2 separate regions of the Mus musculus genome follow, and region 2 is linked to region 1. The links are chromatin contacts, called in public promoter capture Hi-C maps. All regions are on one chromosome and are shown on one strand. The core of a region is the stretch at or near the end of the contact, and the rest is flanking DNA. Distances in the headings are between cores, read along the strand shown. Region 1 overlaps Vps26c (VPS26 endosomal protein sorting factor C). Region 2 overlaps Dyrk1a (dual-specificity tyrosine-(Y)-phosphorylation regulated kinase 1a).

Region 1 (5,857 bases), core at 2,819-5,318:
AGTATTGCAACATACCCTCCATACAGTATGAGTTACAGTGTGAGGCTAAAGCCATGTGACCCAGGGGGTCAGGGACAGGCCAAGGCCATTGCCCTTCCTCAGCACGGTGTCCTGTCACTCAGAACCTAGTACTTACCAGTAGTCCATGTGCATTCTTCCCCTTATGCAAGCACCTTGTCTCTCAATACATTCTGGGAATATGGCAGCATTAACTGTGTGCCAGTACCACACACACAAACACTCCAGCAACAGCCACTGTTCACCATTCTCCCTCTGTGAGAACCAGGACTATTTGTTGGTTTTTATTTCCAGTGCCCTAAAACATTTAGAGGCTTTAGTGAAACACTATCAAGATGTCAAGAAGGGAAAACTCCGTATTCCCAGATGAAGTCACTGTCACTCCTTGGAGGGGATTACAGACTCAATCAGAGAGCTTGCTGGTTGCTGACTCTTTGCTGTCAGGAGTCTGGGCAAGATAGAGGGGTGGGGGCTCTCTTCTGCCTCCATGATCTCACTAGGCAGCCCATCTTAATGTGCAGACACACTGCTTAATGAACCTAAGAAGAAACAGGCACATCTGGAGCCATTGGGAACGCTTTCTGTGATCTTGCAACACACAGGAGAAATCCTGTTGCATTCCAGACGTGAGGGCTGAGGTAAGGCACCTGCAGGGAACAAGCTTTGAGGCCATGAGAAGACATGAAGATGTATGCTGCTGATGTGATGCCTGTGAGCAGGTGGTCTGTGTGACGTCCCCATGTGAGCAGATGACTGGGTCAATGTCCACATGGCCATTCTGGCTCTCCCCTTCCTGCAGCTGGACTATGTCCGACAGAGCTTCAGCGGAAAGTTCTCAGTGATGAGGTGGTCAGCATGAAGGAGGACCACCACATTGACCTCAAACTCTGTAGGGAAGAGAGAGATGCTCACTCACACCGAGCACTGGAAACCAGAGTCCTAACAGTAAGCCAGTGTCCAGGTGCTGCTTGGGATTCTGTGCTTCTGACCCAGGCAGTGTCGCCCTGCACTCTCTGTAGAGCCAGTGAGGTCTCCATACCAGTGACTGCACTACTAACTTCTCTGTCTTATCACTAGAGCACTAAGTCAAAAGGAGCACCCCGGGACTACTCAACAGTACTTTCCACTTTCTAATGAGAATCCTAGAACCAGGTGATGGTGGCACACACATTTAATCCCAGCTCTCGGGAGGCAGAAACAGGCGGATCTCTGAGTCAAAGGCTAGCCTGCTCTATAGAGACTTCCAGGACAGCCAGGGCTACACAAAGAAACCCTGTCTCATAAAGTGAGACAGACAGACAGATAGACAGACAGAGAATTCTAATGAATTTTCAAATAGTTATAGCCTTTACTGTATTTTTGCCTTTCCTAAAATTCTTTATAGAGTACCAGGCTCTGAACTGTGCTACAGCCGGCAATTCCAAGTGAGACACATTCTTTAGCCATAGCATATAGTTTAAGCCAGGCTGAGTAGCCCACACCTATAATTCCAGCACCTGAGAAGCTGAGGCAGGAGGAAGGTATTGAGCCTACAGCCAGCCTGAACTACAATGGTCAGTTCCAATCTGGTCTAGGCTATAAAACAAGACCTTGGTGGGTTTGTTATTTAACAAGGGAAAACAGTAAACAGTTAGTTCATGGAAATTAGCTAAGGAGACATTTATTGAAACACTTGGTTTTTACATTCCTGTAGACAGAATTTCCTTTTTTTTTTCTTTCTTTATTTTGTTTTTTTTTCTTCTTCTTCTTTTAGATTCTATGGGTAAAGATCAAAACACAGGGGATATAGGTGAAGAGGAAAACACCCCAAAGAAAAATGAGCACTGTCCTTATTTTTGCCAGTATGGGCAAAGAGGTGCCTGTCACCACACTACAGAAACTCAGCTCTGAGTTTAGGGTACACACAGACCCATACAGATAGAGAAGTATTTCTCCAGGTTCGGTCACCATGGCACATAGAGGCTACCAGTGTGTAGCAGAGCTAGAGTTATAGTGTTATGTACATATAGTAGTTGCAGCTAGGGTTATAGTGACTCTGAAATTTGTACAAGTGTTTCAGAAAGCCTCTGAGGCCAGGCAGTGCATGGCAGGGTCAGGTTCCCTGCAGAGAGGCAGGTACTGTGTGAAGCTGCAGTTATACCTGGAGTTGGAATGGGAAAGCTCCAGAATGCTGGCGATGCAAGGAGCGAAACTTCTGCCAAGAAAAGCAGCAGGCAAGAAAGCTGATCAAAGACAGTGATTATGTTTACTGCATGCACTAGAACTGGATGGCTGGGACTTCCCAAAGCTACTGGAGCCCAGATGCTGGACATGGTGACGAAAAAATGAGGGCTCTGACCTGCTAGGTTTAGTATTGTGTTGGTTCGGTTTTTCAGGCTTTGGCCCTGTTGTTTCTCCCTTTCTGAATGGGAATGTTTACTCTATGCCTATGCTGAAAGTATGCTATATGTCTTTATAAAGGCTCACAGTTGGGTCTCTGAGAAACTCTAGTCTTTACACCAGTGTTAAACTTGTTAAGATCATGGGACTTTTTAAGTTGAAATGGATGCTATTGTTGTAAAACCATGATGTGTTTTGGTGTCAAACTGTCAGAGTGGACTTGTGGTTAACCTTATTCTCACCTTAACTAAATTTGGAATCTTGTAAGAGACATACCTGTAGGTATATCTTCAGGGGAATGAATTTCTAGAGATGTTTAACAGAGGAGAGAAGGCCTGCCTAGAATGTGGGTGGCACCATCCATGGGGAATAAAAAGAAAAATCAAGACAGCAAACCTGATAACAGCATTTCTCTGAAACCTGGTCTACCCAGATGTGAGCGAGCAGCCTCCTACAGTTATGGCTTTTCCACCACAATGGACATAGGTCCTGAAGTGTGACCCACAATAAGCCTGCCTTCCTTTAAGTTGTTTCCTGTTGGATATTTACTCACATACTACTTACCTGACAACTGTCAAGGCTTTTCCTATAGACTCACGGTATTTCTGCTTGGCTCACAGTTGACTCTGGATGGGGCCTTGCAGCAGGCTCTACTGCCTACACACACCTACTTACGCAGCTTCTTACCCTTTTTTGAGTCATCAAGAAGCTGAATGCTAAGCCAGGCGTGGTGGCGCACGCCTTTAATCCCAGCACTCAGGAGGCAGAGGCAGGCGGATTTCTGAGTTCGAGGCCAGCCTGGACTACAAAGTGAATTCCAGAACAGCCAGGGCTACACAGAGAAACCCTGTCTCGAAAAACCAAAAAAAAAAAAAAAAAGCTGCAGCCTGCGTGCAAGGCGCTTCTTCCCTGTGGCCCAGACCCTTCCTAGACTCCACAGGCCAGGCCTGGACTGCTTACCCACTTTGAAGTTGGTGGTCTCCAGTGTTGGACAGGTGAACAGTCTGGGGAAGACCATGTACAGGGGAACAGAAAGGTTTCTACAAATGTCCCCATCAGCGATTTGAATATTCTGAATCTCTGTGGCATCTCGTGCATAGCCTTCTGCACACCCTGGAGAAAGAGGAAACATCATGGGGTCAGGACACCATGACACCAAAGCAAACTGGTCACCAAACTGCCCAATACTGTGCCAACCAGGATCAACACATTCACCCACTTCTCCAATTTCTTCTTCAGGACTGGGAGTTACCTTCTCTTCTACTTTGCATGTTCTCAAACATCACCACACTGGTTTTACCATGCTTCCAAGATTTAAGGTGCTGGGGACCTAATTAGTATTTCAGTGATTATCTGCAAGTGGGAATTTTGGGGTGAGTAGGCCACAGGGGCCATCAGAATAGCTCTGTTATGATGTGATGTGCCCTGCCATGTTAAGAGTACAGGAAGGGGTGTTTTAGCGGCTGACAGTACAAGTGTAGATACCTAGATACTCTAGAAGTCTTACCACAGGTCTCCACCCGGACCAACTGAAGCTCTATGCTCCGGATAGCAGCATCCGAGTGTTCCACCACCAGCTCTCCTGTCAGGGGCTGCGTGATAGCGCAGTTAGTGGAGTTCAGATGTCCTCTAATGAAGAATTTGGGAAGTGAAGCTCTCTATGGAGAACAGAGACAAAGACATCAGAAACAGAAGGAAAGGGGGCTGTCACTTATTCCAGTTGCACTGGTACAAATAAGAACTGAAAACCAAGTTGAGTAATTGTTCTATAAACCATGGAAACTTCTTTCTAAAACAAGAAGGAATAATAGCCATTTCATCTTTCAGTGGCCACCAGACTGACTCATCAACCACCCTGTACACATATTAGGGACAAACGGACATCACAGCTCACTCCGAATCAGCTCCCAACCTACACTGGCTGACAAAGCTCTCTCAGGCCGAAAGACATGAAATGTAAAAAGCCTCAGGGTTAGAAGGGTGCTTAAGGACAGCCACCCCCTCAACCCCAGGTCACAAAAGAAGAAAAAGAAAAAGGCCGTTTTAAAGTGTTCCCAATTAAGCAAGTTTGAGATGCCAATTATTTTTATTTCAAGGATACCGAAAGAGCAGTTTTCTCAACGCCCGAAGAAAAGCTTTGGGACTATTTCTCTGCAGACAGGAAGTTGGCTCAGGGGAACTGGCCCTAGCACTGGAGGAAAATAGTTGGACAGTCACTTCAGGAGTCTTCATTTCTACTAGGTTGCACTATCCAGAAGAAACAATATAAGCCACAAATTTTAAAATCATTTAGAATTTGTAATTGCCTATGAGTATAATTTAAAAATTTCTGGTAACCACATTAAAACCTGTCTACAGTATATCTAAGACGTTATCAAGCAAGAATAACAGGGAGAAGAGTGCCTGCCTGGCACAGAGAGGAGCTCTCTCTGGCTTTGATTTCTAGCGTGATCAATCAGGCATGGTAGCACACAATACCATCTTACCACTCAAGAAGTGGAGGCAGGAAGATCAGAAGTTCAAAGTCACCTTCAACTAAATACCTGAAGGCCCATCTGGAATACATGAGACCGTCTCAAAGGCTGGTGGAGGATAGTTTTATTAATAAATCTACACCAAAGATCCTCAAATATACACCAAGAACCAATATTTGAAGAAGACAGAAGCAAGGGAAAGAGAACTCTGTACCACACATGGGCCACATCCATATAAGGAGGGACATGTGAGGCATGAGTAAGGGACCTGTGTCTGCAGCAAAAGAGGACCTGGAGGGACACAGGTCTGGAGAAAGCACTTTACAGGGGAATCTGCCCGGCCCTAGGACATGATGGCTACTTCTTTCCAGAACCTTCTGAAAAGGCTCCTTATGATAATGAATGACATCAGCTATGTCTGCAGTGCCCCAAATCTTCCAGACTTGCTTTCAACCCAATTATGAGCATGAACAAAATGCAGAATTGAATACAGAATCCAGGTTTTATCCAGAAAAGAGCTGTAGACAAACAACACTACTTGCTCTGACACAAAATCAATTACAAAAAAACCCCAAAACTGGAGAAGGTGTCTGGTAGTGGAGCAGAGTGAAGGCTGGCTACAGTGGTGGGCTAGGCCAAAATAACAAACTGCCTGATACAGAGGCCCATGGGAGCCAGTAAGAGCCAAGCATCCTTGGTTCTTATGCAGAGGAATCTGCTGGTGCTTCGCGACACTTATACCCTTACTGTCCACTGCCATGGTTCTGTCCACCACCATGTCCACTGTTGTTCTGCGTCTGAATGAGAGGCCAGGGAGAGGCTGCAAACTAAGTAAAGAGTGAGAGGCCAGGCCCTGTGCCAACCATGACACTAAGGGAAGTGAAGGGGCAGGCACTGGGTCAGCGGTAGTAAAGCTCAGGGCACACATGCAGTTGAGCACATTAGCCAGGTACAGAGGTGCAGAACTGCAGTCGGAGTTGATGGCT
Region 2 (5,353 bases), core at 1,088-3,587, 130 kb after region 1:
TGAGCTATCTAAGGGTTAATGAGTGAGTTTTAGCTCTCAGTAGATGTTGTTAGTATGGTGTAGTGTGTGTAGGTGTTAGTGTGGTGTAGTGTGTGTAGATGTTAGTGAGGTGTAGTGTGTGTAGATGTTAGTGAGGTGTAGTGTGTGTAGATGTTAGTGAGGTGTAGTGTGTGTAGATGTTAGTGAGGTGTAGTGTGTGTGGATGTTAGTGAGGTGTAGTGTGTGTAGATGTTAGTGAGGTGTAGTGTGTGTAGATGTTAGTGAGGTGTAGTGTGTGTAGATGTTAGTGAGGTGTAGTGTGTGTAGATGTTAGTGAGGTGTAGTGTGTGTAGATGTTAGTGAGGTGTAGTGTGTGTAGATGTTAGTGAGGTGTAGTGTGTGTGTAGATGTTAGTGAGGTGTAGTGTGTGTAGATGTTAGTGAGGTGTAGTGTGTGTGTATGTTAGTGAGGTGTAGTGTGTGTAGATGTTAGTGAGGTGTAGTGTGTGTGGATGTTAGTGAGGTGTAGTGAGTGTTGATGTTAGTGAGGTGTAGTGTATGTAGATGTTAGTGAGGTGTAGTGTGTGTAGATGTTAGTGTGGTGTAGTGTGTGTTGATGTTAGTGTGGGGATGATTCTGGGCTCACACCTTATTTGTATCAACTACTGAGATACAAAATTACTTTAATATAAAAGGTATTTTTGTTTTTCCTATAGACAGGAGAAATTATTGTTGATTCACCAATACTATTTAGAAGATGGTTTGGGAAGGCTTAGATTTTTTTTTTATCTGTAGGATTTTTGTTATGGACTAACATTCAAAAAATGCAGTTGGTAGGATGAAAAGTTAGTACTCAGTAGCCTTTAGGTTTTCTTCCAGCTTGAAAGTTCTGTTATTGAAACCTCTGCACCTTGCAAGAAACCTGCTGTTTCTATCTTGGTACCTGTGGACTTTGAATGCTTTATTTTATTTTTATTTTTATTTTTTTATTTTTCAAGTCAAAAATCCTTGAGTAGAGAGAGAACATGGGAAGAAATTAGGGGACAGGAGTGAGTAGTGGGTGTTGGGGCTAGGCTGGAGATGGTGAAGAGTGACTTTAATTTTCAGTGTTTGTTTATAGTTGCTTTTGATTTTTTTTGTAGTTTTCCAGAACCACTGTTTGAGTGTGGCAGTCTCTACTCGCTGGCTGCTGCCCTGTGCTTAGCTCCTCCAGGCCCTTCCCTTCCTCCTCTACACAGCGGCAGCCTTAGGCATCGAATCCACTCACTTTCCCTAAGCTTAAAGTGTTCTGTGTCTTCCTAGGAAATATTTTTACAAATGATGCGAGTCTTTCTGGAGACATATACTGGCTCTGTAGAAAATTATTTAAAAGTAATAACTTCTCAACGTTGTGGGACAAATCTACATTCCATTTAGGTGAGGATAATTGCTAGGAATGGTGACATAAGTTCATGTATTTTAAAATGTGTCTTTGTGAGGTACAAGTGATAACTGTCTCTTTGACATATTTTAAAGTATGTGATATTAAAGAAATTCCCTCAACCACAAGATTGTCAGAACACTGATTTAAAAAAATAAACAAAACCCAAAAACAACTGTCGTCGTAGCTATTAAAATGTATTAACAGAGTTCGACGGTGTACATATAGTATCTAAATTGTGGCTACAATTGTAGTTGAATGCCATTCTCAGCTAGGAGAATGACTTGCATGGTTCCAGCCTGCATGTACTAAACCTTATGTGATTAACACTTCTTACATTTTATTCTTTGTGAAGTTATGTACATAATAAACGGTTAACAGGATTACATATTAAAAGTTACCATAATAAAAGATAAAATACTACTTTTTCCTAACCCCAAAATACTTCCTTGAGCTTTGTTAATATTCACCTCAACTATAGTTTTATGAAGATTAAAATGGTATGTAGGGTTTTCCTAAAGTGTAACGTTTCAGAATCTCTGTAAATGTATAGAAAGTCATTTAAACAATACCTAAATATTGAAGGCTGCAGGTGTTAGAAAAACAAATGTCTATGAAGTAAAAAGTTAAAAATTTAACAGATAACTGCTTTTAACAATATTCCCCATGTGTTAGCATCTGTTTGTTTTTGTAGTACAAAGTAGATTAAGATCTAATCCTTTATAGTTGCTGTTAATTTTGTTCTAAACCTGAAAGTGTTAACAGCAACTTGAAAATGTGACAAAGCTCAATTTCATTTCTTGTTTATTGCATGTTTTCCTATTGGACAATTGGAAGTAGCTCTACCCTGGCAACTAAAATAGTCTATTTGCATAACCTAGTTTGATTGGCTAGCATTCTGACTAACAGCTCCAATCATATGGTCCCGGTTTAGTGGTAGGCTATGCTAATTAGCTGCTGTTGCTGGGGTTCAGGATGCTTTCTGTGTGCTTTTCTGCATTGTGTTGCCTGCAGAGAGACATTGATAAACGCGAGATTAATGATCTGCAGCAGTTCCCACTCACTGCGGGCAGGCGGACTTTAGAAGACAAGTGGAAATAAGGATTTAATTGCTCTGTTTAATGTTTGTACCAAATAAGTGTATTAAATTATAGAAGTGAAGTTGTAAATCTTGATTAATTAAATATAACATAAAAGGCACTTTTGCTTTGTCTTTTGATATCACTCTGAGGTACCAGCACTATGTAAAGATTTTTCTAAAACTGTTTAGTAAATCGATCCTTTTGAGACTAGAAATAGTACCAGTTTGCAGTCAGTGGCATATATGGCTCTTTTCACAATCGTGATTTCCTGCAGTAATACCTGTGTGTAGTATATTACTGTAAACTCTCGGATAGAATTTATCTTGTATTCCATGTCATCTAGCAGATAAGAGAATGATGAACTTTGGTTCCCTGTCCATGTTCTTCTCTTCAGTTTGAAAATCACGTTGTATTCATTTACTGCTGTCATTTTCCTAATTGAAACCATTGACTGTTTAAGACACTGCTTTACTGCTCCTTATCTTTGGTTGACAACAAATCTACAAGGGTATGGCTAGGTGGATAGTTCTGTGGAAATCAGAAAGGTCAAAGCCTTGTTGATGAGATATAAGAGCTGAGACAGAAACATACACCTTGTTAGACGAGAATGCAAAGTGACCACAGCAGAGTGCCACCACCATGGCAGAGTACCACCACCACGGCAGAGTGCCACTGGGTTAATTTGAATGATTTGATGGGGTGGTCTCTAGCATTATTTTTAAAACTGAACTTGAACCCAACGTTCATATTTATTTTGCTTCCTGACTGTGCTTGTGTTTTCGTCAGTTTCTGGGCCTTAGTAAGGCATCGAGGAAGCCTGACCTGCCCCCCCCCCCCCCCCCCCACACACACACACACATAGCGCATACCACACAGAGCCCCCTGGGCCCTGCCGCCTGACCTGCTCTTGGAAGGACTTTACCCTCAGTGTGCCTGGACACACCCACACCATAGGTGGATTCTGGTGATTTCCCATGAAGGTACACAGTCCTATTGACAGATTTAAGACGGCTGAATTTTGTTGGAGGCTATGTTGTTGGGGAACCTATATCAAATGGTGTGTCAATCCCTGGACCATTCTCAGTGTTGCTTCAGAAGCTCTGGAAGGACTCAGGGCTCTCCAGAGCTCCATCAGAGGATCTGCTTGCTCCACACCTCTCCTGTGTTCCTTACACCAAGAACAGCAGACCAGCACTGCCCCCCCCCCCCCCCCCCCCAGTCATCCTGCAGATCACACTCCTCTGATTGGCTGCACTGTAAACAGAACAGACACAGAGAAGAGACAAGCCACCATCCCTCAGCCCTAGGACTTTTGACCAAGGGATGAAAGAATGTCTAGTCTGAGCAAATGTTAACAACACAGCCCTTAATACTGTGGTTTGGTAAAGTATGGCGTACAGATGAAATAGCTGGGCGAGTTATAGGAATGAAGAATTTTACTTAGGATGTGGATCTAATGAATAAAACAGCATTTTGGTGAGTAAGTACAGGTGCTTATCCTGATCAAGGTTTCTAGTGTTTAATCATTTTATCGTCTGAGATTCCAAACTGGCTGGTGTCATCCAGTGTCTCAGAATCAGAGCTATCATCTTACTGTTCAGCTAGTGTTCCTGGCGTTTTTCTTCCTTGTTTGTTTGTTTGTTTGTTTGTGGTTAGCAGTGCTTTGCATTTTCTGAGTCTATTAACATAGGGCACTTTTAAACTTTTTTTATTTTCTTGTTTGGCCCTAAGCCCTTGAAACACCCAAAATGGTCTGAACTTGTTTGTCTTCAGTTTTCTAAAATACTTACCCATTTAACTGTTCTGTCCATTTATTAAAGAACTAGTTAGGTCAGGGGGACAGGATAATTGGATAGTTCTGCAGACTTGTGAAGAGTGAAAATAAAACCAAACTAACTTGATTATTAGTTATATTTTTCTTTAGCCATGTATTATGAAGATATTTTAGAAAATAATCTTATTATTTATTATAACCTGTTTTATTTATTCTCAGTGTCAAAGCGGCTTGAACTTAAGTTAGAGTTTAATGGAAAGGATGTGATTTGACTTACAGGGCAGGGCAGGGCAGGGCAGGGCAGGGCAGGGCAGGGCAGGGAGAGCTCTGGACTGGGACTGGACAATCACTGCCTTTTCTTGCAGTGGCGATTGGTTTTTGAGACAAGAGTTTCTCTGTGTCCTGGTTGTACTGGAACTTGCTTTGTAGACCAGGCTAGCCTTGAACTCAGATTCATCTATTTGCCTCTGTCTGGCTTAGACAAGCATTGTGAGTGGAAGTAGCATCTGTGTGGTCTGGAGGTAGTGCTGTGAGGTCTCAGAATGTGGATGATGGCTCATCAAATGCAGGGAAGTAGATTGATAATGTAGTTGAGGGTTTGGAGAGCGATGGTGGTCTGGATACAGTGACTCATGTCTGCGTCCTAGCGTTCAGGAGGCTGAAGTAGGAAGTAGGTTTGAGATCAACTTGGACTACATAAAGAGTTAATTCCAATCCATACTTAATGAAAGATGCTTTATCCCTTAACAAATAGAAGCAAGAATGATTAATCTCAATTCAAATATCATCTAGTGAAAATGTGGGCATTTTGGTTTCTTTGCAGAATTGGTTTTACAATTAAGATATCTTAATTGTGTTATATTACATATCAGTAGTTTATTTCTGTCTTTTTTTATTTTATTTTACTTTTTTTTTCAGATTCTTATTTTGTTGTTACCACAGCTTACACATTTGTCTATTGTAAGCTTTTATCTTTTCACAGTTTTGACGTTACAAATGAAAGTCTCTATGAGTATCATGAAGACTGTCTTAAATGGCCGTGCTTTAATTTCTTGGGTAGAGTGAGATGATAGCATGTAAGAGATTTACACAGAACTTT

The links. Capture Hi-C pulls out chosen DNA fragments and counts their contacts.
Region 2: a contact with region 1 is called in a promoter capture Hi-C map of adipose tissue. The contact joins two enhancer-like sites. A contact is called at or near these places in 17 of 484 Hi-C or Micro-C datasets (B cells, CD8 T cells, bone marrow-derived macrophages and 11 more), 4 of 115 datasets of contacts at active chromatin or transcription factors (the HPC-7 cell line, bone marrow-derived macrophages, double positive thymocytes and 1 more) and 3 of 9 other capture datasets (adipose tissue, liver and pancreatic islet).

What each region holds. Positions count from the first base shown.
Region 1 is chr16:94,498,178-94,504,034 of GRCm38.p6, forward strand. It overlaps Vps26c (VPS26 endosomal protein sorting factor C), which reads right to left. Exons shown (of 8, transcript NM_007834.3): 6 at 3,905-4,055; 7 at 3,358-3,510; 8 at 1-905. The coding sequence ends at 823. All of the region lies in intron 3 of Gm31323 (a long non-coding RNA gene), which reads left to right. Among named protein-coding and RNA genes, the nearest start is that of Gm31323, 24 kb to the left of the region's middle. Within about 2 kb of position 4,069, at least 23 of the 459 cell types and tissues checked have an H3K27ac peak or open chromatin away from gene starts, as enhancers often do. A contact at or near this core is called in adipose tissue and bone marrow-derived macrophages, where this site is marked.
Region 2 is chr16:94,629,809-94,635,161 of GRCm38.p6, forward strand. The region is part of intron 2 of Dyrk1a (dual-specificity tyrosine-(Y)-phosphorylation regulated kinase 1a); the gene reads left to right. Among named protein-coding and RNA genes, the nearest start is that of Dyrk1a, 62 kb to the left of the region's middle. Within about 2 kb of position 2,338, at least 152 of the 459 cell types and tissues checked have an H3K27ac peak or open chromatin away from gene starts, as enhancers often do. A contact at or near this core is called in adipose tissue and bone marrow-derived macrophages, where this site is marked.